Linked DNA regions of Mus musculus: all the other regions are linked to region 3. A link is a contact called in public Hi-C and HiChIP or PLAC-seq data. All regions are on one chromosome and are shown on one strand. Each heading gives the region's core, a stretch centred on a gene start, on an enhancer-like site or on the middle of the called end of the contact. The rest is flanking DNA. Distances are from core to core; before and after follow the strand shown. Region 1 overlaps Magi1 (membrane associated guanylate kinase, WW and PDZ domain containing 1). Region 2 has its middle 110 kb from the start of Gm31661. Region 3 overlaps Magi1 (membrane associated guanylate kinase, WW and PDZ domain containing 1). Region 4 overlaps Magi1 (membrane associated guanylate kinase, WW and PDZ domain containing 1).

The links. A called contact is a pair of places that touch in the nucleus more often than the background predicts. HiChIP or PLAC-seq counts read pairs in DNA pulled down with a chosen protein or histone mark.
Region 1: an HNF4G HiChIP or PLAC-seq map of pancreatic cancer cells shows a contact between it and region 3. The contact joins two enhancer-like sites. A contact is called at or near these places in 3 of 484 Hi-C or Micro-C datasets (Sertoli cells, liver and nephron progenitors) and 2 of 115 datasets of contacts at active chromatin or transcription factors (embryonic stem cells and pancreatic cancer cells).
Region 2: a Hi-C map of liver shows a contact between it and region 3, with 7 times the contacts expected there. The contact joins two enhancer-like sites. A contact is called at or near these places in 2 of 484 Hi-C or Micro-C datasets (cortical neurons and liver) and 2 of 115 datasets of contacts at active chromatin or transcription factors (pancreatic cancer cells and stem cell-derived neural progenitor cells).
Region 4: a contact with region 3 is called in a Hi-C map of liver, with 1.8 times the contacts expected there. The contact joins two enhancer-like sites. A contact is called at or near these places in 1 of 484 Hi-C or Micro-C datasets (liver), 2 of 115 datasets of contacts at active chromatin or transcription factors (embryonic stem cells and microglia) and 1 of 9 other capture datasets (embryonic stem cells).

Annotation. Positions count from the first base shown.
Region 1 is chr6:94,098,142-94,105,464 of GRCm38.p6, forward strand. All of the region lies in intron 1 of Magi1 (membrane associated guanylate kinase, WW and PDZ domain containing 1), which reads right to left. Among named protein-coding and RNA genes, the nearest start is that of Gm52867, 130 kb to the right of the region's middle. Within about 2 kb of position 3,295, at least 23 of the 459 cell types and tissues checked have an H3K27ac peak or open chromatin away from gene starts, as enhancers often do. A contact at or near this core is called in pancreatic cancer cells, where this site is marked.
Region 2 is chr6:94,386,556-94,393,568 of GRCm38.p6, forward strand. No RefSeq gene overlaps it. Among named protein-coding and RNA genes, the nearest start is that of Gm31661, 110 kb to the left of the region's middle. Within about 2 kb of position 4,141, at least 50 of the 459 cell types and tissues checked have an H3K27ac peak or open chromatin away from gene starts, as enhancers often do. A contact at or near this core is called in liver and pancreatic cancer cells, where this site is marked.
Region 3 is chr6:94,254,692-94,262,152 of GRCm38.p6, forward strand. All of the region lies in intron 1 of Magi1 (membrane associated guanylate kinase, WW and PDZ domain containing 1), which reads right to left. Among named protein-coding and RNA genes, the nearest start is that of 4930511A08Rik, 21 kb to the left of the region's middle. Within about 2 kb of position 3,235, at least 23 of the 459 cell types and tissues checked have an H3K27ac peak or open chromatin away from gene starts, as enhancers often do. A contact at or near this core is called in liver and pancreatic cancer cells, where this site is marked.
Region 4 is chr6:94,066,427-94,073,089 of GRCm38.p6, forward strand. All of the region lies in intron 1 of Magi1 (membrane associated guanylate kinase, WW and PDZ domain containing 1), which reads right to left. Among named protein-coding and RNA genes, the nearest start is that of Gm52867, 160 kb to the right of the region's middle. Within about 2 kb of position 3,150, at least 23 of the 459 cell types and tissues checked have an H3K27ac peak or open chromatin away from gene starts, as enhancers often do. A contact at or near this core is called in liver, where this site is marked.

The DNA.
Region 1 (7,323 bases), core at 2,045-4,544, 160 kb before region 3:
GGGCTCAATCTCAAACGTATAATAAGTAAGCAAAGGAAAATAAAATTTTATCATATATAACAGTGATTATGAGTGTTGGCAGCCGGCAAGAACACCGAGTAAAAATCTTTTGTAAATTCTGATGCTGTGGTGATTATTGTTAACAGTCAACTTAACAAATCTACAACTCCCTGGGAGGTGGGACCCTGAGCACGCCTGTGGTATAGTAACTTGGTTAAATCCACTGAAATGGGAAGATTCATTTCAGGCAGAAACATTGCCTAGGCCTGGAATCCTACATAGAGATTGGAAAAGCTCGCTATGTACTAGCATGTGTAGAGTCCTTACTGTTCTTCTGACTGAAGATATAATATGACTACCCACCGCACCGAGATCCTACTGCTAGTGACTCTCCATCACCACCCATCTCCCCAGAACCCCAGTCCCACACTGTAACTCTGAACTGAGTTCAAATAAATGTCTTTTCCCTTAAGTTGCTTTTGGGGTATTTCATCACAATGATGGGAAGGAAAACTATTTCCTCTTTTCTTCAATGGTGAATTAACCTGAATGGTAAAAACATTCCCCCATTTAATGTTAATGTACAATCAAGCTTAGAAATGAAGATGTATAGAATACATGAAGCAGGGTGTGTGGGGATGTGGGGGAGGGCATCTGGCAGAACCTGGGGTCATACTTCAACTCAATAAAGGAAGTTAAGCTACCAAGAGACTGTGGAACTCTCTAACAGCAGTATCGAAAAGTTTTCCCTCCAGGACAGGGAGGTTCTGCAATGAGTTCAATCCAGTGTGGTTGCCCGAAGCTCCAATGGCTAGTGGAAGCAAGAAAGGACATTCAAAATTTATTTCATCTCAAATAAAAATTAGATAACCATGCAGGGAGAGTAAATACTGTATTGAACAGCACAGCTCCAGATATCTAGATATATGGGAGCTCTACCAACTTGAAATTTTGCTAAGTGGGATTGCCACTGTAAAACAGAGGCAAACCAGAGGTGTTCGTTCTACGTACCAATGACCTGGCAGGACTGACTGTCCAAAGTGGTGCCTTGCTCACAATTCAGATACTCTGAATGACTACGAGGGGAAAGTAATGAACACTACTGAAAGAATATCAAATGTGGTCAATCAAATGAGCTCGAACAGCATAACACTTCAGGAGAAGGAAGAGTGGGGAGAGGCGAGAAGACAAGGGAAACAGAGGGAGACAGGGTGGGGGGGAGGGATGATGCTAAAGCAGGACACTGGGGGTCTTCTACTGCTCCCCACCTTATTATCAGGAGACAGGGTCTTTCACAACACTGGAATCTCATGATTTTGGCTAGGCTGGCGGCTTGCTAGGTTTTCCCTCTACCCTGCAATGTTGAGATTACAGGCACACGCAGCCTTGCCTAGCAGTCTGGGTCCTCATGCTTGCACAGCAAAAGTTCTAACCAACTGTCATCTCCATAGCCCAAGATCATTCCTAATATGCTCTTCATAATTCACGCATCGATTACGGGGCATGGCCACCATCAATATTATATGATTAATACAAAAGAGGTGAAATTAAATTAAATGTGTGGTATAGGCCAAGTGGTGTCTTAATGGGCCCAAAATTATTATACTTCATCTTCAGATAGCTATCATCAACTCCAATGTTTTAAACACATATTAAATGGATCAATGAATAAGTCAATGACAACACATTTAGCCACTATATTTAATAGTATAGCTAATGGGATAATAGCTAAATTATAAGGAATAGGAATATATAAAATACTTAATATATGCAAGGAACAGATGGTTTAGACATAAGTTATAACTTAGAAAAATTAGCAGTACTTCTCACTTTTATTTCAGCAAGAATTCTTATGTAAATAGCATTCCTGCATGCCAGGTTATTACACATCCCTTAATGGGAGCTACAATAATATATGTCACTTGACTAATTTCACACATGTGCACACTTTCCTAAAGCCTACCATAAAATATGCTTTTTAGAAAAAGATGAACTGAATTTGGCAAGTCAGATTTTGGCATGTTCTATGTCAAAATTTAATTACATTTATGGATGTTGAGCAGTATATTACACTTATCTAATTATACATGGGGATTTTTTCCTATAGCTTAAATGACTTCTTATATTCTGAATGGACTTTACAAAAAAAATGGATCATCAGTCTTTAGCTATTACAAATATCATACAGCTGCCTGTCCCAAATATACAACCCTTATTGATAGTTTTACCTTCTATGGTTTCACATAACCATGAACAACCGCAGGGCAAATTGTTGATTAGTAAGTTTGTCAATGAATATTCTGGGTAAGGTGGTAAAGGCTCCTGCCATTTCTATCCATCACACAAATATGAAAATCACCCCTTGCCCAGTGTATCCGGGCTGTACACACTACCTGTGCATGACTCACTCCGTAGCTAAGTCATCAGACTGCCTGTCTCTTGTACTCTCTGAGTAAGTACTGAGTAAGCGCCTAAGACAGCATGGCAATGCTGCGTTGGTCATCCCAACCTAGCTCAACACAGAGGCACTGGTTCACTGAGCATCATGACACGGAAAAGCCTAAACATGACTCCGTACAGGCCACATCCATACCCCTCTCATGTAGTACCTCATTATAATCACTTCAGGTTATTACTGTCAAAATAGTATATATAGGTAGAAAGCAGAAACACCCATGTCTGATGGCTATTCTTGGCAGGGTGGGGGTGGGGGGTCAACATGACAACAGCTGGAATTAACAAAAACCCAAGTAGCTGGGACTTTCCTTAATTAAATCATTTGAAATTGGAAGACCCTCTTTCAATCTTTGGAGGTGGGAAGGACCACCTTAAATTTGGGCCACGTCTTCTGGTGGCAGCCTATAGAAAGGGCAAGCAAGAAGGAAGCACTTGTTCTTTGCCTGCTTGCCCTAGCTATTACATAAGCAAGTTTATTCTTTCACCGACATTAGAGTCTACTTCTCTGGGAGTCCGGCATGTACTGAAGACCAGCTGAGACACCCAGCTTCATGGACTGAATAACTACCACATACTTGGGGTTTGCATTGGTAGACACCCATCGTTGGACTAGCTGGAACAGAGCCTGTAAGACACTCTAATAAATTCCATATACAAACCCCATATACATATTAATTCTATCAGTTCTGTTCCTCTAGAGGACCCTGACTAATGCACCATGGTTTCAGATATCCACAAGGAATCTTGAGTTTTATCTTCCACAGAGAAGGAATGACTGGTGTAAGACTCAAGCCTTGGCAGGGCACCAATCTAAAAGAAAAACAAAAGCTTAGTCTGCTAAATTAAACTCTGGCGGCGAACATCACATTCTTACTGTGGTCTTGGTGAACATGTGTGAAGCCCTGGGCTCAATCCTCGACGCCCCTGTCTCCTGTCCCTTCCCCACCCACCCCTTCTGCAAACAAAGAGAAACAGGACTGGGCTACAGCTCAGAGGGAAAGCACGAGCCTCACCAGCACACATTGTTCAAAGTGGACCTAGCTGCTAGGGCAGGAAGCTTGCTAGACATTTTGGATTTGCCTCATGATTCTAGAGAGGGAGACTCATCTCTAGCACCACAAAAATAAACAGAAACACACAAACAAACAAATCATGTTTCTGGCTTATCCAAATGACAAGTTCACTTAAAAAAATAAAAGTCAGGTCACCCACTGAATCCTGTAAAGAAAGAGGAAAGGTGAACTAGGACCATGGAAATTGGTGGGAAGTGCTCGGACACTGGGTGCTTAGCAGATACGCCCTTTGGGGCATTCATATTCTGCTCAGTGACACCAGACTAAAGAGTGCTGCTCTGGCCCTGGGAAGGACTATTTTTATGACAATAAGGTTGGCTTGCTAATGACATAACAGATGTAAGAGAACAAGACACAACGGTCTAGTGAAAAAGAAAAGCAAATCATAAAATAAATTTGGACTATGATAATAGCTTGAGACAGTCGGTTCTAATGCAGGAGAACACAGCAGTGCCTAATTACTACCTTCTACTTATGCAGAGAGAGGCAAGACACAGAACATTCCAACTTCGGTTGAAAAATAACTAAATCAAATTAGGACGGTCTCTCCACTTTGGTTTTCCTTGATTTGGCACTTTCTAGAATTTTAGTTATGGGAATTGAACTCAGAAACTCACACATTATAAATATGCATTATACCGCTAAACAGTACACCCTCGGGTCTCCATTTCCATTTTAAAAGTAGAATAAAAAAGACACTCAAATCTTTTTAAACACATAATCATCTTTATTACTCCTGTATCTTTCAAAAACTGTGCTAGGCCACAAAACATTAGTTAATAAAAGGGCATATTCCTTTTCTACGGAGTCTTCACAGTACTCTTCTACAGCTAGTTCACATGTCCATCTCAGTTCCACATTACATTCAATTAGTATTCAGCAAGGCTCGATTTGCCAAGCACTGTATTAGGTGCACTGTATTAGGCTTTAATAGTAAGCATAAGTTCCCTAAGTGATGGAACATCTGGATTTAGGACAATCTAAGACATAGCAACTGTAATAAGAAGAGACTTATTACAGAGTGCAGCCATAACACGCAGAAAGGGCAACCAGCTTGGATGAGGGAGGAAGCAACAGCTTTCAGACATAGTAAATCGAGGGTAAAGAGGAGACCTATCCTGGACCAAGAAATGCCATGCATCAAGAGCCTAGCAGGGGCTGAACCCTGCGTGTGGAAGGATCCCTATGTTTAGCTAGCTCAAGGGTTACAGAAAGTCGGTCCGATGAGCCCAGAGAAGCATCGGGCGTCATCACTGAAGAGCTCCTACATCCTATCAAGGAGTTTCAGCTTTTACCAGGAGAAATCTCTGAGGCTCTAGACTTGAGTTTTGAAGGACAGTTGGAGCGCTTTGTAGAGCAGAGATGGCACAGAATGAAGAACGTTCCTGAGAAGCCGTGCAGGTAGCTTCTCCTGCAGCACTGAGCACATAACAGCCATAGTTATAAGAATGCAGGAAGAGGAGCAAAACTCTTCCCAAAGCAACCCTTCTTCTTCACCAGTGGATACTCAGAGTCTACACTATGCACCAGCACTGCCTGGGTACTAGGGATGTCTCAGGAAGTATGCATTCTGGGTGACAGGCCATCCTTGGCAGGCTCCCTCCCAAGAGTCACCACAGAGACACAGCAGACTGGCTCTACAAGTTCAGAGGCCCAATCTAAATCTTATCTTTTAACAGAAGCTGAGGCCTGGAGTGAATAACTTCAGCTTTCTTTATCTCACTGGTAAAAGGGGAAACATTTTAAAATCTACTTTCTAGAATTTTAGTTATGCTCACATATAAACTTTTTTAATATAATGTGAACACATAGCAATCAATGATGTTACTGATCATTACATCAATTCTCTCTAGGTAAATTTAAAAACTAAAAATGTTAATTAAAAGAGGATTAAAAGTTATATGTACCAACTGTCTGTGGAAATCTGAATGTTCACATAATTTTGGGAACCCTTTCTCTGCCTTTTCCTTAAGCTCTTGTGGGATCTTAGAGAAGAGCTGAATATGCGAGCCAGAGCCACAGATGGGCAAATAGCAGGACTTGTTTGCATAGCACATCTGGCTTCCTTCCCAACTCCTCAGGGCCAACAGCCCCTTCATGAGTACTAAAACAAAGCACTGCAATTGTGCCCCTGGTCCATAGGGTAAATCAGCACATGTGGCTGTGTGGATGGAGAAAAGAGGGGGCCCGATGCGTGAAGAGGCAAGGTTAATTCCAAACTGCAGGCATTTCAAATTGCATGCATGGTGAAGGGACCATAAGGAACTATACACACAAGTGAAACAGGCTGTAGAAAGAGTTCTTAGTTCCATTATCTTTAAAAATAGATTCAGGGCTGGGCATATGTAGCTTAACTGGTAAAATGTCTGCCTAATATAAGTACAACCCTGGTTTCTCTTCCTAGTATCACATAAGCAAAATCTGGGCCGGAAGTCCCAGAGGTGGAGTCAGAGAGAGCGTAAGGTCATCCTCGGCTACAAGGCAAATCCAAGGTCAGACTGAATACACTACAGGAGACCTTATCTACAGTAACTAAATCTAGTCTTTGTTCTCACGTGACTTAATTCTACCCATCATTAATAGACTGGGAATTAAACAGTAGTCAGAGGGGCTAGGGATAAGGCACAGTAGGTAGGAACACTTGCTCATGCATGAGGTCCCGAGTTCAGATCTCCAGCACCCACAGAGAAAGCTAGCTATATCCATGTGTACCTAAAATCCCAGCACTGAGGCAGGTAAGAGACAGGAGACACGGACAGACAGGCAGGCAGGCAGACACACAGACAAACACACACACACACACACACACACACACACACACACAGAGAGAGAGAGAGAGAGAGAGAGAGAGAGAGAAAGAAAGAGAAACCCATATATGCAAATACACCAGACATAATGGCTATCCAACTCAGCTAAAGGTGGCTGCTTAAATAACCAGCTTTCCCTTCCAATGAAACATTCAGACCTTGTGTTCTACATGGTGGGAGAGTCAATGGTTCTAGCAGTTATCTTCCGGCCCTTCTCTTATGTATTAATCATTTAAGCACTTAAGAAGTTACAGGAAATATCTACTCACTGAAAAATACAATGTTTCTGTTCTAGTCTTATTATTTTTCTCTGTTTTTTTTTTTGAGACAATATCCACAAGAATATTGAAGCATATGGTAAGATTAAAATAATACTAAACATTTAAAGATGCTCCCTGAAAAGGGGGTGACATGTACTGCCTGCCATCACTCACTGAACACACAAGCACAGCTCAGGGTAAGGTACCCATGAAGTAGGGAAAAGATTTACCTTCAAAAGCACAGAACAGAAAGGGATTAATGACTTCAAAACCACTGGTTCCAGGTGTTTTAAAAGTTTAACTTTGAAAATCTACATCAGAGTTGCTTTCAGGAAAAAAAACTAAACTGTAAAATACCAACAGCTTATCAACTCAATATTTTGCCCAATGGTGCAGCTCTTTATTTCTGCTAGCAGAGAAGGTCTCTTCATCTTTACAATCTGCCTAGCACTAAAATGATGCTTCCTTTAAAGGACTGCCCTTAAAAAATAATACAAAATCATAAAGTTGCTGAAAACATTAGGAGCATTTTTGCCTTTGAGTCGTAGATAACACGTTGTACATTGTTGATCACAACTTCACGTGCATTATAAAGAGGCCAAACAACCCCGAGCACATCCAGAGATACAACTCTGACAGCACCTTTATTTTGGAGCTATAAGATCATACCAAGCTGCTGACCTTCAGAAATTAGACATGTGGCATCTCGGCCACTAAGCCTGTGGT
Region 2 (7,013 bases), core at 2,891-5,390, 130 kb after region 3:
CACAAATAACCTGCACAAACTGGAGTGCTTTTCTCTTGCTCCTGTCTCTCCTCATAGGGACCTCGGCCAGTGCTCCTGTCAGTGCACAAGTTTTGGTCATATGCTTTCCAGCTGGGGCACAGGGTAGTGGCTTTTTTGTTTTGTTTTTTTGTTTTTGTTTAACCTGGGGATCTGTTCATTTAGTCTGTTTAAAATTTTTTGTCTCAATAATGCCTTACCCCATTGGATCTGAATGTGTCTAGTGCAGTGTACTGGCTGGTTTTGTGTGTCAACTTGACACAGGCTGGAGATATCACAGAGAAAGGAGTTTCAGTTGGAGAAATGCCTCCATGAGATCCAGCTGTAAGGCATTTTCTCAATTAGTGATCAAGGGGGGAGGGCCCCTGGTGGGTGGTGGTACCATCTCTGGGCTGGTAGTCTTGGTATCTATAAGAGAGCAGGCTGAGCAAGCCAGGGGAAGCAAGCCAGTAAAGAACATCCCTCCATGGCTTCTGCATCAGCTCCTGCTTTCTGACCTGCTTGAGTTTCCAGTCCTGACTTCCTTGGTGATGAACAGCAGTATGGAAGTGTAAGTTGAATAAACCCTTTCCTCCCCAATTTCCTTCTTGGCCATGATGTTTTGTCTAGGAATAGAAACCCTAACTCAGACATGCAGCAATCAGGACATCTACTCAAGAGAGGATACAGTGATGCAGCTACAGAGTGAGAAATCATTACACCCTCAGAGTTTGTGGTGAGAAACAAAGTAGCAGCGCCCAGAAGCAGTTCCTGAAACAGGTATTGGTGAAAGGAGGGATGCCTTTGACTCCTCTGAATGTTTTACAGAAAGATATCCAAAGACAGATGAAGCTTCCGGTCACACTTTCTTTCATGCTGTTTCTTGGATACAGGCAAAATCATTTCCCATCTCATATCACACATGCAGTTGATAAATGGTCCAGTTGTTTGGATGAGATGAAAGGTATTTCAGATCAGTGAGAAGGTGATAGATCTCTTGTGCACCCTGCAGGACCACCACAGAGGCCTTGTGTCATAGTTTAACTGGCACTATTTGTATTCTTCCTTGGAGGTGGGTAAACAATAACCCATTTAAAAGCAATGTTGGCTTAGAGCTGATGAAATGTGATCTTTAAAATAATATTCATGTTGTAATTTCATAGGATAAACATTGAGCTCAGCAGCCTGAAAACACTGTCTCATTTAATTTAGTCTGCACAGTGGCCTCAGATGGTGGGTATGGTATTTTTGGCCATGGAGAGCCAGACACTTTAAACAAGGCAGATCAGAGATACTCGAGGAATCCAGGACTCAAGCTCTGGTATGTGTCACTTACTGAATACTGACTTCTCAGGGCAAAGAGATCCAATGATGTGGGCCTGCTGTGTTGGATGATGAACTCAAATGAGATGAAGAGAGACAAGGAGATGGGTTTGCCAATGCGTGCATGTAGTGTGTGTGTGTGTGTGTGTGTGTGGTGTGTGTGTTCTTGGTTTGCAAATGCATAAAGAGGTGAGAAACTGATGTCAGTTGTCTCCCTCTGTCATTCTCTACCTTTTTTTTTTTTTTTTTTTTTTTTTGAGGCAGGGTCTCTCACTGAGCCTGGAGCTCACTGTTTTGGCTAACCTGTCTGGCCATTGAGCCCCCAGGGTTCATTGCCTGCCCTCCAACACTAGAGTTACAGATGTGTGCTGCTGTGCTCAGCTTTCACATGGCCTCTGGTGCTCTGAACTCAGATATCCATGCTTGTGCAGCAAGCACTTTACCCACTGAGCCATCTCCTCAGCCCTCCTGAAGCTGTGATAGTTATAGGCCACCTCCCTGGCCTATGCGCTGGCCATCTGTTGCCAGCATTAGCTGTAACGATGAAGAGTTTCCTTGTGAGCTTGCCTGCTCCTGAGATTACCCCTGTGGTCTGTTATCAACACAATTAGACTAAGGTTCAAAACATAAGTCGAACATGTTCCTGCTCTGCCCCAAACCCTCCAAGGCTTCCTGTCTTACTTGGACAAACGTCCAGGATCTAGGCATCCTTATGCCACTGTCTGGCTCCCTTTCTTATTACTCCCTCTTTCCCTCAGGCACAGGACAGCTTTCTTATTTGGCCAACTTGACTCTGTCTTCGTTTGTGTCTCCTGCCTATAGACTTGGGGACCAGGATTTGAGTATAAATCACTTGTTTGGAAACTGCCCTTAGGAAATCGAAAAGGGAGCCAGAAAAGAGAAACACTCCTCTAGAGAGAGGGTGTGTTATCAAGCCAGCAACCACTATGGGCAACTGGTCTAATTTCTCTGACAAAATCAGATCCAGCGCCAACCATGCACATAACGGGATAATAGTGTTCGCTTGCCCAAATGGCAGGGGCTTGGGGAACTTCTATGTCAAATGTTGCCAGTTCCTGGTCTGTGTTTGTTCTCAGTCCTGCTAGTGGCTATGTATGGCTAGTGACAGAGCAGGCTCCCGTGCTCAGAATGAACCCTGAGGCAAGGAGGGTACTGATGTTGCTTTCATGTTGGGCTGAGATTAAAATAATAAAGTGTAATACATAGATGTGCACAGGACCTGGGAAATGTCTGCCGCAGGCCAGGAACAGGCTGCTCCCTCTGCCCAGACACTCTCCCTTTCCTATTTCTTCTAGTAATAGTTCCCCATGGCTCCTAACATAGGAACTTATCTCCTGTATGTTGTCTTTCTTCCTCCACTAGAGACTCCACAAAGCGGTTGCTCTTTAGTCTGGTAGATTGCAACAATGCATGCAGTATAGAATGAATGAATACATAAATTAAAGATGATTTAAAAAAATAGCTATTTCACTCCTATGTATGAGTTGTAATCCCTATGGATGAAGACTATAACTATTGGTTCCTTCAAGTTTGATATTCCTGTTATTTTATGTTAGGTCTTGATTGTGAATGGCTTTGGATGTATGCCCCTCCCTTTAAAAAACCCCACCCTGAATATCTCTGTTGTGTACATCTTCATGTGTGTGCTGGTGCACATGCATGTTTGTATACATGTCCACGTGGGCACACATGCATGAAGCTCCAGGACAGTCTTGCTTACTCTTCAGGCACCGTCAACCTATTTTTATTTCTTTGTCTTTTTTTGAGACAGCATCTCTCACTTGCCTAGAATTTGCTAAGTAGGAGAGCCTAGCTGGCCAGAGAGCCTCAAGAACCAGTCTCTGCTGGGACTATAAGTGTGGGCCCCCACAACTGCCTCTTCCCCCACCCCCCACGTGAGTTTTGGGGATTCAACTCAAGAACTCACGCTTGTGCAGTAAAAGTGCTCTAATCACGGAGCTGCTTGCCCAGTACTGAATATCTTATCGTGTGCCAGGCTCTGTTCAAAGTGCAAGGGACGCTGGGATATGTCAACAAGGAACGACTTTGGCAGGAGGCACCAGAAGCACCAGTGGCAATGGCATTAACCAAGTGCCGGCTTCAGTTTTCTCGAGTAATTAGAAGTCTAGACACAAACAATCCCCTGCTCATATGGTGGCCCTGAGGGGCTATCAAGGACCATGTCTGCTTCTCCTTCATGTTGTCCCAAGTTCGTTGCCCCAACACTAACAGCTTCTGTGTTCCAGGCAGGTGAGAGAAAAGGCAAAAGGGAAATTTTGTGTTCCAGAGAACCCTTTACCTCGGTGTACTTTCCTGGAAAGCTACACCCAACAATTCTCTGTCACCTTGTGGGTTTTCCTGACAAAAGGAGCCACAAGAAAGGCACTATTAATTTCTGTCTTGTTCTGTTTGGTTTGATGGGTTCCTTACTTGCACACAAAAGTTTTTTTTTGGGGGGGTGGGGGATATAGTTGCTGGTCCTTGCTTGAGGACCAGTGACATTGATCATGAAATGAGTAAGAAGCATGGTATACGTAGGTTGCCCCTGTAGTGTAGACACAGCTGAGAAGGCAGCAAACACTTCCCCCTCTACACACCTACTTTCCAAATACTCCCAACAGCTATGAGTGGTATGCAGAGTGATCAGGGTGGGGAGGAGTTAAAAGGTTATCCAGGTTCCCTGTTTTATGTGGAGTTAGGGAGAGTTGACCTTGGAGCTGGCTTCTTCTGATTAGAGAGGCAGCCTTGCCAAGGTCAGGCACACCTTTACTGATCTACTCTTGGTTATAATTTAATCTGGGAAAAGAGAGCAGCAGAGCCACGCCCACCTACTTCTACAAACCAGAAGATAGCTAACACTCTCTGCATGCCTTATGAAGCCCTCCTCCTCCTCCCTCCCTCCTCCCCTCCCACCCTCTCTTCTTCCTTTTCTCCCTCTCTTCCTCCCTCACAAACAAAGCAGGAGTTGAAGTTGCTCTTTGATAGCGATGTGAAATGAGCATTGGGGGATATGCTAAATAGTTAGTATTCTCTTTCAGAGTGGTATGTGTGTGTGTGTGTGTGTGTGTGTGTGTGTGAGTGTGTGTTCATATTGGTGAAGCATGGAAAGCAAAGCACCAGGCCCCACACAAACTTTTTTATATAAGCAAGGGGCCCTTCAAACAAAACAAAAACAGAAGAATTATTAGTGCTTTTCTTAGTTCCTTGGTTGCCAAGGTGGGTGAGAATGTTCTTTTCTGCCCCAGGGAAATCAGGCAGCTATGGACATTTAAATGTTCTTATTACATTTATTTATTCATGCACATACTCCTGTGAGTTGTGGAGGTCAGAGGACAGCTTTCAGGAACTTGTTCTCTTCGACCCACATGTTAGACTAATTCAAGGTGCCAAGCTTGGCAGAGGACTCCTTTACCCACTGAACCGTCTCAGCAACCCGGATGTAGACAATTTGTAATAGAGGAACGGTTTGGGGGAAGTTCTGTTAATGAGTAGAGGAGTCTGTGACTGTAGAGGTATAAAAGGGAGTGCTAGCTGTTGACTCAGGACGGTGGCTTCCAGGGCCTATCTGTGATACTGATATATTCTGAGTCAAAAGGAAGAAATAGCATTGAGTTCCAAATGATTCTGGTTTTTAAAAATGACTCAGGAAATCTGAAATGTGAGGCTGGAGTGTGATCCGTCTGGAAAGTGTATAGCGCTGGGCTCTATCCCCAGCACAGCCCCAATCCAAAACTAAACAAACACCTCCAGAAGACACTGCATCTAAGTACTAAATAGTAAAAATGTAAAATTTTTTTGCTTTCTTATTTTGCATTTCTCTACAACGTTTGGATTATCATCATAATGAACTTGTAAGTCAAAGTTTAAAAGAGTACAGTCTGGAGATACAGTGTGGTGGTAGAACACTTGCCTGTCATGTGCAAGGCTTAAGTTCCAACTGAGTCTCTCTCTCTCTCTGTCTCTCTCTCTCTCTCTGTCTCTCTCCCTCTTCCCCTCTCTCCCTCCCCCCTCCCCCTCTCCCCTCCTCCCTCCCCCTCCCCCTCTCCCTCTCCCTCTCCCTCTGGCATGAGCGAAAGGCTCAAGATAAAAATAAGAAGGAATATTGCATGGGGCTGAGAACTGACCATTCCCCACACCCGTGGACACAATCAGAGCTCCAGCAACCTCATAATAATCTAAGAAGAGGATGCATGCTCTCCAGAAGCTCTGCATTTATCTATTTATTTAGAGAGCTTTATTTATGAGTACAGTTTTAAATAAATATGAAGTCAAAGGGTCAACATGGCAGGCAGGTTCACAATGAAAAGATGCCAGGTAACCAGACGTGGTGGGATATTCCTATAATCCCAGCACTTGGGAGGCAGGAGGTGGGAGGACCACAGGGCCGCAAGCCACCATGAACTACAGAGGGAAGTCTTGTCTAAAAGTATAATTTGAAAAGGGCTAGGGCTATAGTTTAACAATGAACACTTGCCTAGCACAGACCCAGCAGTTGTGAGGTCCTGGCTTCCATCCCCAGTACCGCATTCAACAAAAAGACAGGGAAGAAGCAAGGCCACGAGATGAATGTGGACAGACATGCTCAATGGAGAGTTGTGCTCATCAATCAGCCAACTGATTGTATGTGGGGCTTTTAGAACCTGGCTATCCTTGTTCTGTAAGATGGTCATGCAAATACATATTGCATACAGATGATAAGGGGCCGTGTAAAATATTACATACCACAGGAATTTAATTAGAATCAACGTATTGGGGTCTCCCCCTTTTTCTTTTGTTTTCTTAACTTTTCAGACTTATTTATTTTATTTTACGTGTATGAACATTTTGGCTGAATGTATGTCTGCACCTCATGAGTGTACTTAGTACTAGTGGAGAGAGTGTTAGGTTCCCTGGAACTGGAGTTACGAAGGTGTTATGACCACCAAGTAGGTAGTGGGATTTAAACCCAGGGCCTTCTGAAGGAACAGCCAGTACTCTTAACCACGGAGCCATCTCTCTAGCCACTCTGTTTTATTTTTAAAGACAGAGTCTCACTATATAGTCTGGGATGGCCTCAACCTTGCTATCCTCCTGCCTCAGACTCTCAAGTACTGAAAGTATAGATGAGGGGCTCTATGGATAGAAATTTTGTATTGTGATGTTCACATCCTTGCCACTCACCCACCCCTGGAAAGAAAGAAGAGCTCAAACATTAAACGTCACCATTTGCTTTGAGGCGTAGCTTTTGCTCTTTGAAAGTCCATTTCTGTGGATTTCCTTCCAGTTAGACCACAGAGCAGAGCAACTGGGCCTGGTCTCTTTATCTCTTGCCATTTAAACACAGATATCCTGTTGAGATAGATAACCTCTCACACTCTATTACATGGCCAGGGACAACTATTACTGTCCCTGTTCTGCCGCGTTCCCTCTGCTCCCAGGGTGCCATTAATTACCGAACAAGGAAGTGGATGCCTTTGTGAATAGAAGGAAACGTCCTCGGAATGGAATTCCTTTGCTGTGTTTGCTAAGTCTACTCAAGGAACTGGGGTGGATAAAATGGCAAAGAGAACATTATTAAGTTGATTTGTCACAGAGAAAGGCTCCTATACCAAGGCTAAGATCCAAACTATCTGGGGATGGTGGCAAAACGTTAAAGGGCTTCCCTGAAAATCCAAAACTGACCCCTAAAAGCC
Region 3 (7,461 bases), core at 1,985-4,484:
ACCACAGCTTGGTGCCGAGCAATGAGGGGAATGGCCCATAAATGCTTAGCAACAGCTGTGCTGGGGAGCATGCAAGACTTCCTTTAAAAAAAAAAATAGTGGTCACTGAGATAGACCTATAGAACGGCCAGGGTTAACCAGGAATGTGGAGGAACGGCATGCCATAAGAGAGGAAAGGTGACTGCAATGGCCTGTGGCAGCATCATTAGAACAGTGTGGCATGACACTAGGGAGAGAAGCAGACACCAGACCTTAGAGGCTTTTACATATCCAGAAAGATGCTATCAACTCTGCTAAGTCCCTGCTGGCTTTAAGCAGGATACACCAAGTGAAGAGAAGAAGAAAACAAAAAGGTGAAGGGTTTTACTTGAAGAAGATGCAGACCCACAGACAATCCATAAAACAATTTCTCTTGTCTTCCCTTAGACCTAGGTCTACAACGTGGGTATGCGTGTCTCTGGTTTCAACCCTACAAGGCAAACCGTGTCTCTTTTCCTTTCAAAGAAATCAGCAAGAAGTAGCCTGGTGCTAAACCAAAACACCAACACTACAAAGCTGGTGAGTCCACCTTGTGACTGCTACAGGATGTTAGAGGATACGTGACGATCATTAAGACTCATAAAAATAAGGAGTACCCCAAATCCAAGCACTGTGCTTACATCATAGGGCACAATCATGCAACTATCACAAGGGGACTGAAAGGATTAACCCCTAAGAGTGACATTTAACACACAATAGGTGGCCCTTAAAGATCAACTAACTTTATACAGCATTGGTTCTCAGCCTGCCCTCGAGAGCACATTAACTCTTTAAGCCAGAAAAGGGAGAAGGGGGCAAAAATAAATTTATTATAAAAAAAAAAACTTATTTTTGGTGTGGATACAAAGAGCATGAAATTGCTTTTTATCCCTACTCTTACTCCACAATGGACCAGAAGATGAGGCGTCTTGAGTCTAGGCTGAAAGGAATCCCAGGGCTTATAACCATACACAGTGATCTGGGCGGTTCACAAAGGGCTCCCCTTGCCTAGCACCCTGTGAGCTCAGAAAGCCTGAGACTCCTGGTCAGCATGAGTCTCTGATGCCTAACAAAAGCCTGCAGCACACAGGAAAAGGTGGAATGAAAGAAGCTGAGACCCTCTGACCAGGGTGATCAGAACGGCTGAAAAGAAAATCACCACTTCCTGGGTGATCGACCCCTGGCAGCTTTCTAATGAACACAGGCTTTCTCTGGCCTGGCTAGACTCCAATGTCATTAGTAAAGCAGTTACCTAAAAATCGCCAGGGTCTCATTTTTTGTAAAATGTAACTTCCTTTGCAGGATTTCCAGTTTGTGGGATGTGGAGGAAGTTGTAGAAACCTTGCTTTATTTCATTTTCAACTTTCTTTGCATACCACACACCACCAACTTGGGTATACACAGTGATAACATGCAGGAGGTAATCTTATAGATGGCTGATCCTACCCAGTGCTCCTGCTATCCTTAAAAAAGCACCAGGGCTTCAAAACTTTCTCCTTCATGAAAATCAAGTACAACCCATGACATTTTAGTGGCTAGCGGTCTGCTGAATCCCTGGGGAACTGGAGTGGCATCAATGTGGACAGGGATCCCTAGCTGAGAATCGGAAGAGAGGGCTGATCCTCCTCCTCTTCCAGCAGGAGAGTCATTCAGAGCAAATGCTGATGCTGGTGGAGAGAGCCCATTTAGGCAACGGCCGTTATGTCCCCATGAGGCAAACGGAAAATAAAAGATAGCATCCAAAATATTCTTCTCTAGGCAACTAATACCACAACAGCTACATAGCAAGGACTATATTTGTGCAAGCTAAATTAATTGTCATTTCTCCAGGACTAGTTAAAATATAAACCTGAGGAGGAAAAAAAATTCTAAATTAGTTGTTATAAGGAGAAGACTCAATGCCCTATCTTCTTGGCTCCAGCTCTAACCCTCCCTGCAGCCGCCAAACTGTCCCAGTCAGATCTGGTTTTCTTTTGTTTTAACTGGATGGTAAACAAAGCCTGTTTCTGAAAGTTATACTTTTTACGTTCAAAAGAATGACAGGCAATAAAGACTTTTGTCTTGGACAAGCAACCAAGTGGTATCTTAGAACTTGGGATGGGGAGGAGGGAGAAAGCACACTACGTTCCACTCCACAGCATGCTTTCTGCAGCAAACATTCACTCTTGAATGTTCTTACAGATATGAAAAGAAACAGTACTGGAAGTTTCTAGTCCCCACCATACCTTGAAACATAAAAGAAAGCTAAGTGCTAATGAACCAGTCAGCTTATTGGAGAAAAGCAGAGGTGGGGGCAAAGGAGAAAAGAAAGTGCAGACTTTTCTATGTCCAGACGTGTGCACACACTGGAGCCCTCCACAGTTTCCCAAGATGAATCATTAAATTAACCAACCATACGGCCTGCATTGCATGTACAGCCTTTAAAGACGAAGGCATGCCTGCATCGAGCCCCAAGCCACCAAAGTGCTTCTAGGCAGCAGTGTGGTTGTTGAGCACAAGGTCTCACAAATGTTAAGCAGACACGCCACAACTAAGTTATACGCCCTGTGGACCATAAGCAGCATTTTTAAAAAGCTGAATGGAACCATATGGAATGACTAACATGAATCTTCCTGGTTGAAGCGCTTCCCAAAATGATCCGGAAAGAGAGAAAAAGAGGACTGGCAAGATCCAAAGATGTTTTGACCTTCTCAACATTCTGGGCAGGGCCATTACTCATTAACTAGTAAGATTTACAGCTACTGTGTTCCAGGTCCTCAGGTTTTAAACAAACACAATCCTGGAAAAGAAAGAGAGAGAGAGAGAGAGAGAAGGGAGGGAAGGAGGGAGGGAGGGAGGGAGGGAGGGAGGGAGGGAGGGAGGGAGGGAGGGAGGGAGCGAGGGGGGAGATTGATTGATTTGACCTGGGAAAGTTGACACACTACTAAGCATAGGCAACCCTTCCTTCGATAGCCCATTGCATCCTTGACTTACCCAGATCCAATGATAGTCCTCGAATTTGGTGCAGTGTAGGCATTCTCTACCAAGGACTGCTCTACCCTCCAGGGGACTTTCGTAAAGACTTTTTTTTTTTTTTTTTTTTTTTTTTTTTGTGAGAAAGGGGTAGGAGTTACTGGCATCTGGTGGATAAAGGCCAGGGATGTGGCTACAGTGCCAGCCACAGGTCCCAACAAGAAATCCGCCAGGTCAATATGTCAATAAGGCTGAGGCTAACAAGCTCTCTCTGAACGGAGTTACTATTCAAACCCCAAATCAAAGCCAGGCAGGGTGGTGCATGCCTATACCACAGTACTCAACAAATAGGAGTTCAAGGTCACCGGCCACAAGGCTAAACCCAGGCTACATCAGACTGGGTTGCAAACAAAAGCAAAGAATACATTACAGATGAAAAGAGTCTGGTTGGCAGCCCAAGCATCTTGGTCAGGTACTTAAGTGTTCTGAGCCTCAGTTTCCACACACACACATATAAAAGAAGACACTAAAGCACAATCTCATTTAAGACTGTGAAACGCCACAGATGTGAAGTCACTTACAGATGTGAAGACACCGACCACAGAGTCTAGCACATCGAAAGTGCCCTATGACTTTCTTTTTTTTTTTTTTTTTTTTTGAATTGCAGCTATTTCCTTCCCAGGCTTATTTCCTCTGGGGTTTTACTGGGAAGCAAAGAAAAGAGGACTCTAGCCAACTCTGCAACACACTCTAGCTCCACGGTTTGCAGGGAGCTCATTTAATAATTCAGACTCCTATTGGGTCTAAATTGATGTTTGAGGAACCTAAGGATGAGAAGATGACAATTTCACAGTATTTCAAAGACTCTGTTGTTTTTCTCAGGGAGAATTTCAATCCAACAGCAAAGGCGTTAAATGAGAGAAGGAAACATAATAACCCCCACTAGGTTTCTGCAAAATTGGGTGAGTGGCAAAGTCTGCTGACTTAGATGACAACGGAAATCTTCAATAATTCTATGGATAACTTATTCAAGTAGAACAAAGTAGATGTTCAACTCGCAGGAGGGAAAAAAGGTAATTTCTCTATCAGAGATGACCACATAATGGTGGCTCAGCAACGAGTCACTCTCTAATACAGTAGAGCCATAATTCTCAAGTCGCCTTATTAAAAAAAAAAATGCATGCTTGCTATAAACTATTCTGAGCGGGTCACAGGGGTAACAGCCTCTTCCCATTACTCTTGCCTTTTCTAATCCTCAGAAAAAGGTAGAATAAGCTGCCCAAACGAGACACCAAAACTTAAAGATCACACTATAAATAATTATATCATCGGGTATAATCCAGCTATTCTCAAACAATCTAACTGGCACATATGTCACCCAACCCAGAGGCAGCCATGGGTAAGTGATCCATATTGTTCTAGATACCCACCCAAGTGGGTTATCAATTGGTTCCAAGAATGGACTCACCCAACAGTACCTCTTCCATTTACTGCATCATGTTTACATATCAGGACACAGATTCAACTCACTGTTCTAACTGGCTGTGGAATATGGTACAAGAAGGAGGCACTGTAAGCTTTCAACTATTATAATGCATGCGCGAGCCAATCCTTTACAAGCAATGCCATAGAGTTCACAGCCCTTCACATATCTTACTGTTTGAGTGTTTCCAGAGAAAGGGTTTCTAGTGGTAAGAATTTTAGGCCAAAATGTTACGGTTTTTAATGGGTTCTTCCCACATACTCTCAAAAAAAGAGGCTGTATTTATCAAATCATTTCAAGACTCAAGTTAATGAGCACTCCTGACACACTGCCAGGCTGGGAAAGGAAGCCTGCTATCCCCTTCCCTCACTAGGCCCTCAGCTCAGACACTTGGGGCACACAGCACACTGGGAATTTTCTTGCCTTCAGGCCACTACTCTGGCTGTCCCCTCTGTTCAGACTAACAGCCCACCCCAACTCTGTAACAGCTTACAAATCAAATATGACCTCCTCAGGAAGCACACCCAACCTCAACCGTGAACACTAATGTCCCCATCGACACTCACCTGTCTCCAGTCAAGTCTGAATTGTGGGCACTCAGTCATGGCTACACGCATCCCACTGACACCAGTGACTTGGACCACAAGACTCTCTAAATTCAAGACCTCAGGATTCAATATGAACCCATAGGAATGCAAAGTAGTATAAAAGTTTCTAATGAAGATTAATTGAGCCGGGCGTGGTGGCGCACGCCTTTAATCCCAGCACTCAGGAGGCAGAGGCAGGCGGATTTCTGAGTTCGAGGCCAGCCTGGTCTACAGAGTAAGTTCCAGGACAGCCAGGGCTATGCAGAGAAATCCCGTCTCAAAAACAAAAAAACAAAAAAGCAAAACAACAACAACAACAAAAAAGATTAATTGAGCAATCACAAAGAATATTTAACATACAAGAGTCAATCAAGTCATTTCAGACTGACTCCTGAAGGGCAAGTCCCCTGTGAAAGCAACACATTAACTCACACACAGAAATCAGGACATGTTTGTTTGCTGTTCCAACAGACCTCTGGGTAAAAGGACAGTAAGAGAAATATTTATTGGGTGCTTTTAGTGTACTCAGTATTCTGTGACTATTCCTCAGACATTACAGTAGTTCATGCTCACAAGCAATTCTATAAAGCACATAACTTATATGCTGTTTGTTTGGAGTTGGGGATTTAGCTCAGTGGTAGAGCGCCTGCCTAGCAAGCGCAAGGCCCTGGGTTCGGTCCTCAGCTCTGGGGAAAAAATATATGTACATATTTTGTTTTTTTTTTAAATGGAGTCTTCAAAAGGAAAAAAAAAAAAAAAAACCCAAGGCCAGAGTAGATAAGAACTCTGGATGCTTACAGGTATCCCACACATTGTAAATATCACATCACCCTGAGAAGAGCAGTCCAGTGCTCACTCGCGCACTAACAAGTCACAGAATCTACAGATGGCTTCTGTACCAGTGGGGCCTGGATCCTCACACAGGAAAACACTGCTTAAAGCGTCCACTACGCAGACATGCCTGGGTCCCACAACCCCTACCACACTTCTCCAATGATAAAAAGAACAGATGTTTAAAACAATAGAAAAGCTGAGAGGGTCACCAGCTCAGTGGTAGATCACCTTACCCTGCCCAAGGCCCTACGTTCTGCCAGCATCGCAAAATACAATACAATACAATACAACACAACACAACACAACACAACACATAATGAGCACTGGAGCCAAGGAACTGTCCTCCAGGCGAGGCTCTGCCCCAGGCTCTCGTAGTTGGGTCCTGGACCCAGCCGTCCCCTGTAGGCTTCAGATCCAGGTGCAGTCACACACTTTCGTGTCCTATGCTCACTAACCCGAAAACAGGAAACACATTGGACATTGCTACCATGTTTGGGAACAATCCAAAAGTGAGCTTTGCAACAACTACCATGTCAGAAACTGAGCCCACAGGACTGTGTCTAGCATTAAAGAACCAGTGGAACAATGTGCTCTGTCCTTGGGACACCTGGCAAGGCTATAATCTAACATGGTAACTTTATTTTTCTCCATATGAAGAGACTGGGCCATGGGTATTTGAGTTTGGATCTCTTCGAAGAAGTATGAAAGAGCCAGTACAAACACTTCCCCCACACAAGCCATGCTAGACACTTAAAAGACCTCTGTTCAAAGGTATGTGTGCATCTTCATTTGGAAGAGATGTAACAATGTGTGTGTAAGTGGTAAATTAGTGACTGGATCATTTTTCAGTGAACAAAACTCAACTCAGGATGTATGAAGAAATCCCTGCTAGGCATGACATCTTTAATCTCAGCACTTGTGAGTCAGAAGCAGGTAAATCTCTGTGAGTTCAAGGCCAGCCTGGTCTACAAAGTGAGTGTCAAGCCAGCTAGGTCTATACAGTAAGTAACATGCTCTCTCAAAACAAACACAAACAAACAAAAAAGCTCAAGGTCACAATATTGAGTTTCCCAGCCAACCTGCAATATATGGAACCCTGTATTCAAAGGGTAAGGGTGTTACATGGAATGGTACAAGCTATGTTAGGTTCTTCATAACTATTAAATTATTATTTTCTGTAATGATTAAATGTGTTATCTAAAATATATGAAGCATCATCACATAAATAAATATACATAAAAACTATTTTTATTTTGTTAGTAAGACAGGATTGCACTGTGTGGCACGTGTCACCTTGAACTTAGGATCCCATGCCTCAAGCTCCAAAGCACTAGGATTACAAGTGTGTGCCACCATGCCAGTCTTATTTTCTTAAGGCTAGAGCAATAAACACCTAGTGATAAAGTTATAATCCTATCCACAGCTACAACACATAAGAGAAAGAAACCCTGACCAAGCCCCACAGCTCCTTGGACAGCATCGACATCAACCTGCATTTTCTATCTCACTGGGACTTGCAGATCACTGAATTCTCCTGTCATCGCTTGTAGCTTCCCCTAGAGGGAGGTGACTAAATCCAGACTGCAA
Region 4 (6,663 bases), core at 1,900-4,399, 190 kb before region 3:
TAATCCTAGTAGAGGCAGAAAGATTTCTGTGAGTTCAAGGCCAGCCTGGTCTACTTAGTGAGTTCCAGAACACCAAGAACTACATAGTGAGACCCTGTCGAAGAGAGAGGGAGAGAGAGAGAGAGAGAGAGAGAGAGAGAGAGAGAGAGAGAGAAGAGGAGAAGGAGGAGGAGGAGGAGGAGGAGGAGGAGGAGGAGGAGAAAAAGAAGAAGAAGAAGAAGAAGAAGAAGAAGAAGAAGAAGAAGAAGAAGAAGAAGAAGAAGAAGAAGACGACGACGACAAACAAATATAAAAGAAAAATCTGTATTGCAGTTACTACGATAATACAGTAAGAGAAAATTCAGCAGGTTAAAATAAAGAAAATCCTGGTGGCAACGAGGTAACAGCATCCTCTCTGAGTTTCTATTCTGCCTCTTTGTTCTTCCAGGGGTGCCTGGATTCTGTAGGTGTCATATAGAACCACAGGGAACACAATCATTGTGCACCCATGTCTGCTTGGCCACATGACCTCTCTGATCATACCATATCTTCCTCTCCATATTACTGGTCATCACCTACTTATACAAGCAACCTTCCTGCTTGTCCCCAAAGTGTGATCCCAAATCCTATATTTTTGCACACCCTAAAAACACATAATCTTTTTCTGAATTTGTCTTCACCCCTTTTTTTAATTGTGAGAGGTCAGAGAACAATTTGATCTTTACCATGTCAGTTCCAGGAACAGACCTCAGGACATCAGGCTTGGTTGCAAGCACTTTGATATGCCGAGACATCTCCCCAGCATTCAAGTTTTTTAAATAAATACTTTGTTAAGACTATTTTTCAAAATTGCCATGATCGTAAGTTGGAGAATATTTTTGTAGAAAATATCCATTTTCTACAAGCAAGCAATGGGTGGGCAAGCTGAAAGCCATCCACCTATTCTTCCCACCAAGGAAAAAGCTCTTCTACAGTGGTGCTCTTCTGAGGTTGGTTCAGTGGTAGATTACTTGGCTAACATGCAGGAAGACCTGGGTGAGATTCACTACCGCTCCAAAGGCAAAAGACAACAGAGGAAACTCTGGTAAATTGAAATTCAACAACAACTAAAAAAACAAAAAACAAACAAACAAAAAGCCCCCACCCACTGTTTTGGACTGAGCTCCTGCGTGAGGCCCCCAAAGGCAGGCCAAATCAAATTTTAAGTCACTCGTTTCAAAGTCTGCTGTTGACAAGTTAAAATTTAAGTTGTTCATCTCATGAAAAGTCAAATGAGAAAGATGATAGCTAAGTCCTAGGCCAGGCAGTTTTAGCAGGCTCAATGCTTTGTCCTTGTCTATCACAAGCAGAGACTGTAATTAGCCTAATATTACCCGCCCATTCTCTCCATTTCTCCATTTCCCCCACTCCTCTTCAAGCTACCTTATAAATCCTGACTGTTCAGCCATGCCCACACTGCCTTTTATAAATTCTGAGATGAAGTTATTTGCCAACCTGTGAATCACTAATAAAAGCCAATCGGATCTCTGACCTACATCAACAGGCAAGTTGCCTAACCGTTCTTTAAACAAATTGCTGAGAAAATCGTTTCAAGACGTGGTCCCAACACATCAAATTCAAGAACTAATAATCACAGGTCACGTTCATCAGTCAGGTCAGTAATAACCTCCCACTGCCTCACTCTATTACAGAGGGAGGGAGGGAGGGAGGGAGGGAGGGAGGGAGGGAGGGAGGGAGGGGGGAGGGCACTGAAATCAAACAGCAGAAAGTTAGAATGCTGTCTGAAAACTAATCACTCCTGCAGGACTCACATAATAACAGCCAGCTGTGGGGTAGAATGACTTTATTCACATCGATGAAATAAATGGCCAAGATGAAATACAGAACTGGAGGCCCATGCTTTCCCATGAAGGCAGCACACACGGGAGCCCTGGGTTGAACCTGCCTTGAGTTTAATTTTTAATATCTCTGCTTTAGAAAATACTACAGTGGCAGTACTTTAAAGAAATCATTATCTTTTGGAAAATGTGAGAAGTATTTTTTAAAAGGATAAAAAGTGCTTTACACACCGAATAATATTTCCCTTTTAAAGTCCGGGGACAAAGCCCGTTTTCCTGTGTCACCTCACTATAAGCCCACTGGGATTCTGACAAACCTCTTCTTATCTAAACTTAGTGCTAAGAACTCCTTGGAACCTAAAGCCAGCAAACAGCTTCTCACAAACTTTAATAGATGAATTTCAGGATTAAAGGCAACAGGCTTTAACAAAGACGCGGTGCTAGAAAGGGAAAAAAAAAAACAAACTTTTTTTTTCCCTCAAAACTTGCGCTCAGTATTTGCTTTATCATTTAAGAAAGGAAGCAGGAAAATGTTCTTCAAAGCTGGGCCTCTTTTTTTTTCCATGATGGCAAAGGAAATACGAGCAGACAGGGACAAATGATTACTTACGCATATAGTCACAATATACTCGTGAATACAGGGACTTGGCTGCTTGTCTTCTGATCAGGTTTGGGTTGTGATAGGGTCTCATATAGCTGAGACTGGACTCAGAATCACATGGAGCAAAGGACCACTGAACTTCTGATCCTCCTGCCTCCACTCTCCAAGTTCTTGGGGGACACAATGTACCTAGTTTTCCTTTAACCTTTTTTTAAAAAAAAAAATAAAAATAAAAATGGACTCACATAAGCCAGGCACTTGCTAGTCAGAGTGCAACAGCATAGGTAGGGTTGAAAATATACTGACCTGAAAGTATCGGCTGAATCTGAAGCATATCTGAGGGGACTGGTAGACAGCTGGAAATGACAAACCATGGGCACCTTTAGAAGCCTAACTCCCCACAAAGCCATAATGTGTCTTCCCCCCTACCCCGACACACACAGCACGCATAGAAATAAGTAAGTGTGATGAAAAATGTAAAGCATAAATCCTGTGTGTCCCTGATTGAAGAAACAGCAAAGTCTTTCCGGACATAGGAAGAAATGTCTGTTCCATGTTAAACGTGTGGCTGTTGTTTCAATGCTTTTATTAAAAAGGAATCAGACCACACCCACAAATGACAGTGATGCATGTTCTGTTTGAAAATATCCAGGGCAGAACCAGATAAGCAACAGTCTAGTATCTTCGATCAGCAGAACTTTCACAGCGTTGGCAGGTGCGAGGAGTGAGGCTGGAGATCAAAGGGCACTCACAGCTCTGGTTTCCCAGGATAGGCTGGAGGGCTTGAGCTTCACCCTGCTATAGCACTCCACACACACACACACACACACACACACACACACACAAACAGAGCATAGACACTGCAGAGGAGAAGACTCCTCCTGCCAGAAGTACCTGTATACACTCTGTACATTTCTTAAAATGTACCCTAGGGGAGGGCTCAACAACAAGTGCATATCACCTCAGCCACTTTGGAGGCTGGAAGAAGAAGGCCGCTTGAGTCTAGGGATCTGGAGCTAACTTGTGTAACAGCAACACCCTGTTCTTAAGAATAACAGGAGCGTAACCCCATGAACTTCACAACTTGCAGATTTATTGCCATCGAGTGGGTCCCTGACGTGGCCATTGTTCCTATATCTATTAAGGCTACAGGGAAAGTGAGGTAGAAGAAAATATACCCACGGGAAAAGTATTTTAATCTTGTAGTACATGGGTCCTCAAGCCCTACATGGACAAAGGACAGGACCACCGTGGCCATTAAATGTTCTCTAAGAACTCTGTGCATTCCAACCCAAAGAAGACTGCCTTCTGTATTAAAACTGGGTTTCACCACCCTCCTACTATAATCAGGCAAGCTCAGTTAGACACTGCAGAATACTAACACTCACTGACTGCTGCCCTTTTAGCTGCCACTGCAAGTCAGTGGTAAAGGCAGCCCCCATCCCGTCCTCCCTACTGGGGAAGCAGGTAGAGGTGAGACCACCAGGAACTCACAGACATTACTGGCTATATAGTTGGAGGCCAATTTGGGCTACGTGAGAATCTGTCCCTGCCCACCCCCGAAAAGAAGTCTAATGTAAAATAACCTTTGTGTATTTCATTTCATTCCTCAGTGATCCAATTATTTCACACTTCTTTATTTGAAGGCATGAGGGCCTATAATAAGTTTGAAATTAAGATCTGTTATATGACTCTACACTATGTAAGATCTTAATTCAATGCTGCTAATATTATTTTTTAAAATGTGACATACTTAGTAACATACTGAGCCCACTTCTGTTACTGTAAAGATCAATGTTCCCTGGTCAAAACAGTGACTTCATGGTTCTGAATGTGTGAGGCAATAGGATAAATAGTTTCTGTCTCTTCTAACTGAATTCAGGTACAACTGTCCGGCACAGCTCCTTGCTTCTGTCACAGGGTCAGACACAGGACATGAGTAGCCACTCAATGCAGACGTAAGCAAAGATCCCAAGGGAGGACCCAAGTTCACTGCAGACCCTGGCAATGATGCTAGACAGAGAAGAAGCACCCACACCCTGGAACACAGGATCTAGGAAGAAAGCCAGCAGCTGCCATGACAACAGCTTCCCAAGACCCAAGCTAGTATGTAGGAAGCCAGCAGAGGAAAGGAAAAAGAGAGAGAAAAAGGACAAAATCTTCCAGGCAGGAAGCTAATAGACTACAGACAAGCAGGAAGATGCACGGTGAGACTCTGTAGGGCACAAGACACTTTCCCAGGCACCTGATGAAGTAATGACCCAGTTCCCTAAGACTAAACAGTCTAGGAGTGCTTCTCAACCTTCCTAACACTGCAACCCTTCAATACAGTTCCTCATGTGTGGTGACCCCAACATAAAGCTGTTTACTTTGCTACTCCGTTAACTGTAATCTCGCTGCTGTTCTGAATCACAATATAAATATCTGATCTGCAGGACATCTTAAGTGCAACCCCCAAAGAGATGACAATCCCCAAGTTAGCCTGCAACCAAAAGCACTTCACAGAATGAGAGCTTAAGGGAATCAACAGAGGGATGTGAGCACTCTCAGAAGACCAGCAAGGTCATGAGGAGCGAGGGAGGCCTGAGGTCTATCAGAGCTGAGCGAAGGTTCTGACCCCAGAACCAGCCTCTAAGTTTCCAAAAGCAATCTGCTTTGGTGTTTTGTTTTGTTTTGTTTTGTTTTCAGGAGCTGGGTTCCTCATCAGTTAATTGAGGAAACTACTTGACAGGCAATTCTACTTTAAGAATAAATGAATTAATATGATATATATATATATACATACATATATATATACATATATATAAAATATTCAAAAAGTACTGACTGCAGAATAGTTTACCTTAAATGTCAGCAAGGATCGTTTACCCCCCATAAAACACCAAACTTTTTTTTAAAGGAAAAAACCCCACATTCTCACAGACCATGAATTACTATGATGAAGAACGGCATGTCAAAACAAATGCAGACATCTTCAAAGAACGAATGACCAAAAGGAGTAGAGTCACTGACAGATCAACTCAGCATGTCCTAGCACCAGATCTGTCTTCACATGGTGACAGTTTAAAGATAGTCATTGGCTTGCACAGCTCCACTGGCTACAGAGCCCATTGGAATTTGTTACAATTGCCTTTGAAACTGCTTCACAAGACTGTCTTCTTGAGAACAAAATGAACACGGAAGAAAAATACAACAGCGTTGTAATTTGCTTTCTGCAGGTCTATGACTGCCTTGTCTTGGATACTTATGCCTTAATTATACTTAAGTCATTAATTTTAACGACTTCTTTATAATTAGATTCAAAGATTAGAATTGTTATATCTCATTGTACTTCCTTTTTAATATGAATTATTTGTAGCTTGCTAAATGAGCTACAAATTAGAATAATTTCTTCCAAAGAGCAAATATGAAAAAGAATCCACAGGATGATAGAAAATTCCAGAAGATAAATAGCTCTGGGGTAGAAATTATTCACTACAGATTCCTGTAATGCTAACCAACCCAATAATTAAGGGGAACATGGGCATTTGTTTTCATAGCCTGAGTCTCTAGCTAATAAAAAAATTAATAAAGTGGTAATCCAGTTTTGCTCCAATATGGGATAAAATATTTCAGCATTAAGAAATTCTACATCTAAACTATAAATCTGACTAAATCACAGTTCCACTTTTACCAGCACTGTTAAGTGGTATAAGTGGGCAGTCACCACCTTTAACACCACTCACACAGGCCAGCCAGAAGTTTGCCACAGTGCACTGTTGCTGCTTTAAGATGCCTGTAGTTGTATCCCACCCTGCCCTCATTTCCTTTTCTGTTGCTGTGATAAACACTATATATGGCCAAAAGAAGCTTGAAGAGGGGAAAGAAAAAAAAAAAAAAGGTTTATTTAGCTTACATTTCCAGATAGCAGCCCATCATTGAGGGGAAGTCAGGACAGGAACTCAAGCAGAAACTGAAGTAGAACCCACAGAGGCACACTGATTACTGGTGTGGTGTCTGGGTCAAACTCAGCCTGCTTGTCTACATAGGTATGGTGCCACCCACAGTAGGCTGGACCCTCCTACATCAATCATCAATTAAGAAAATTCCTTTCAGCAGAGCCACAAACCATTTCTTCAATAGAGAGTGGTTCCTCTTCTCCAAGTGACTCCAGGTTGTACAATAGAAACCAGAACAACTACTTGGCATGGTGGTACACACGTCTAATTCTCATGAGGCAGAAGCAGGCAGATTTGTGTGAGTCTA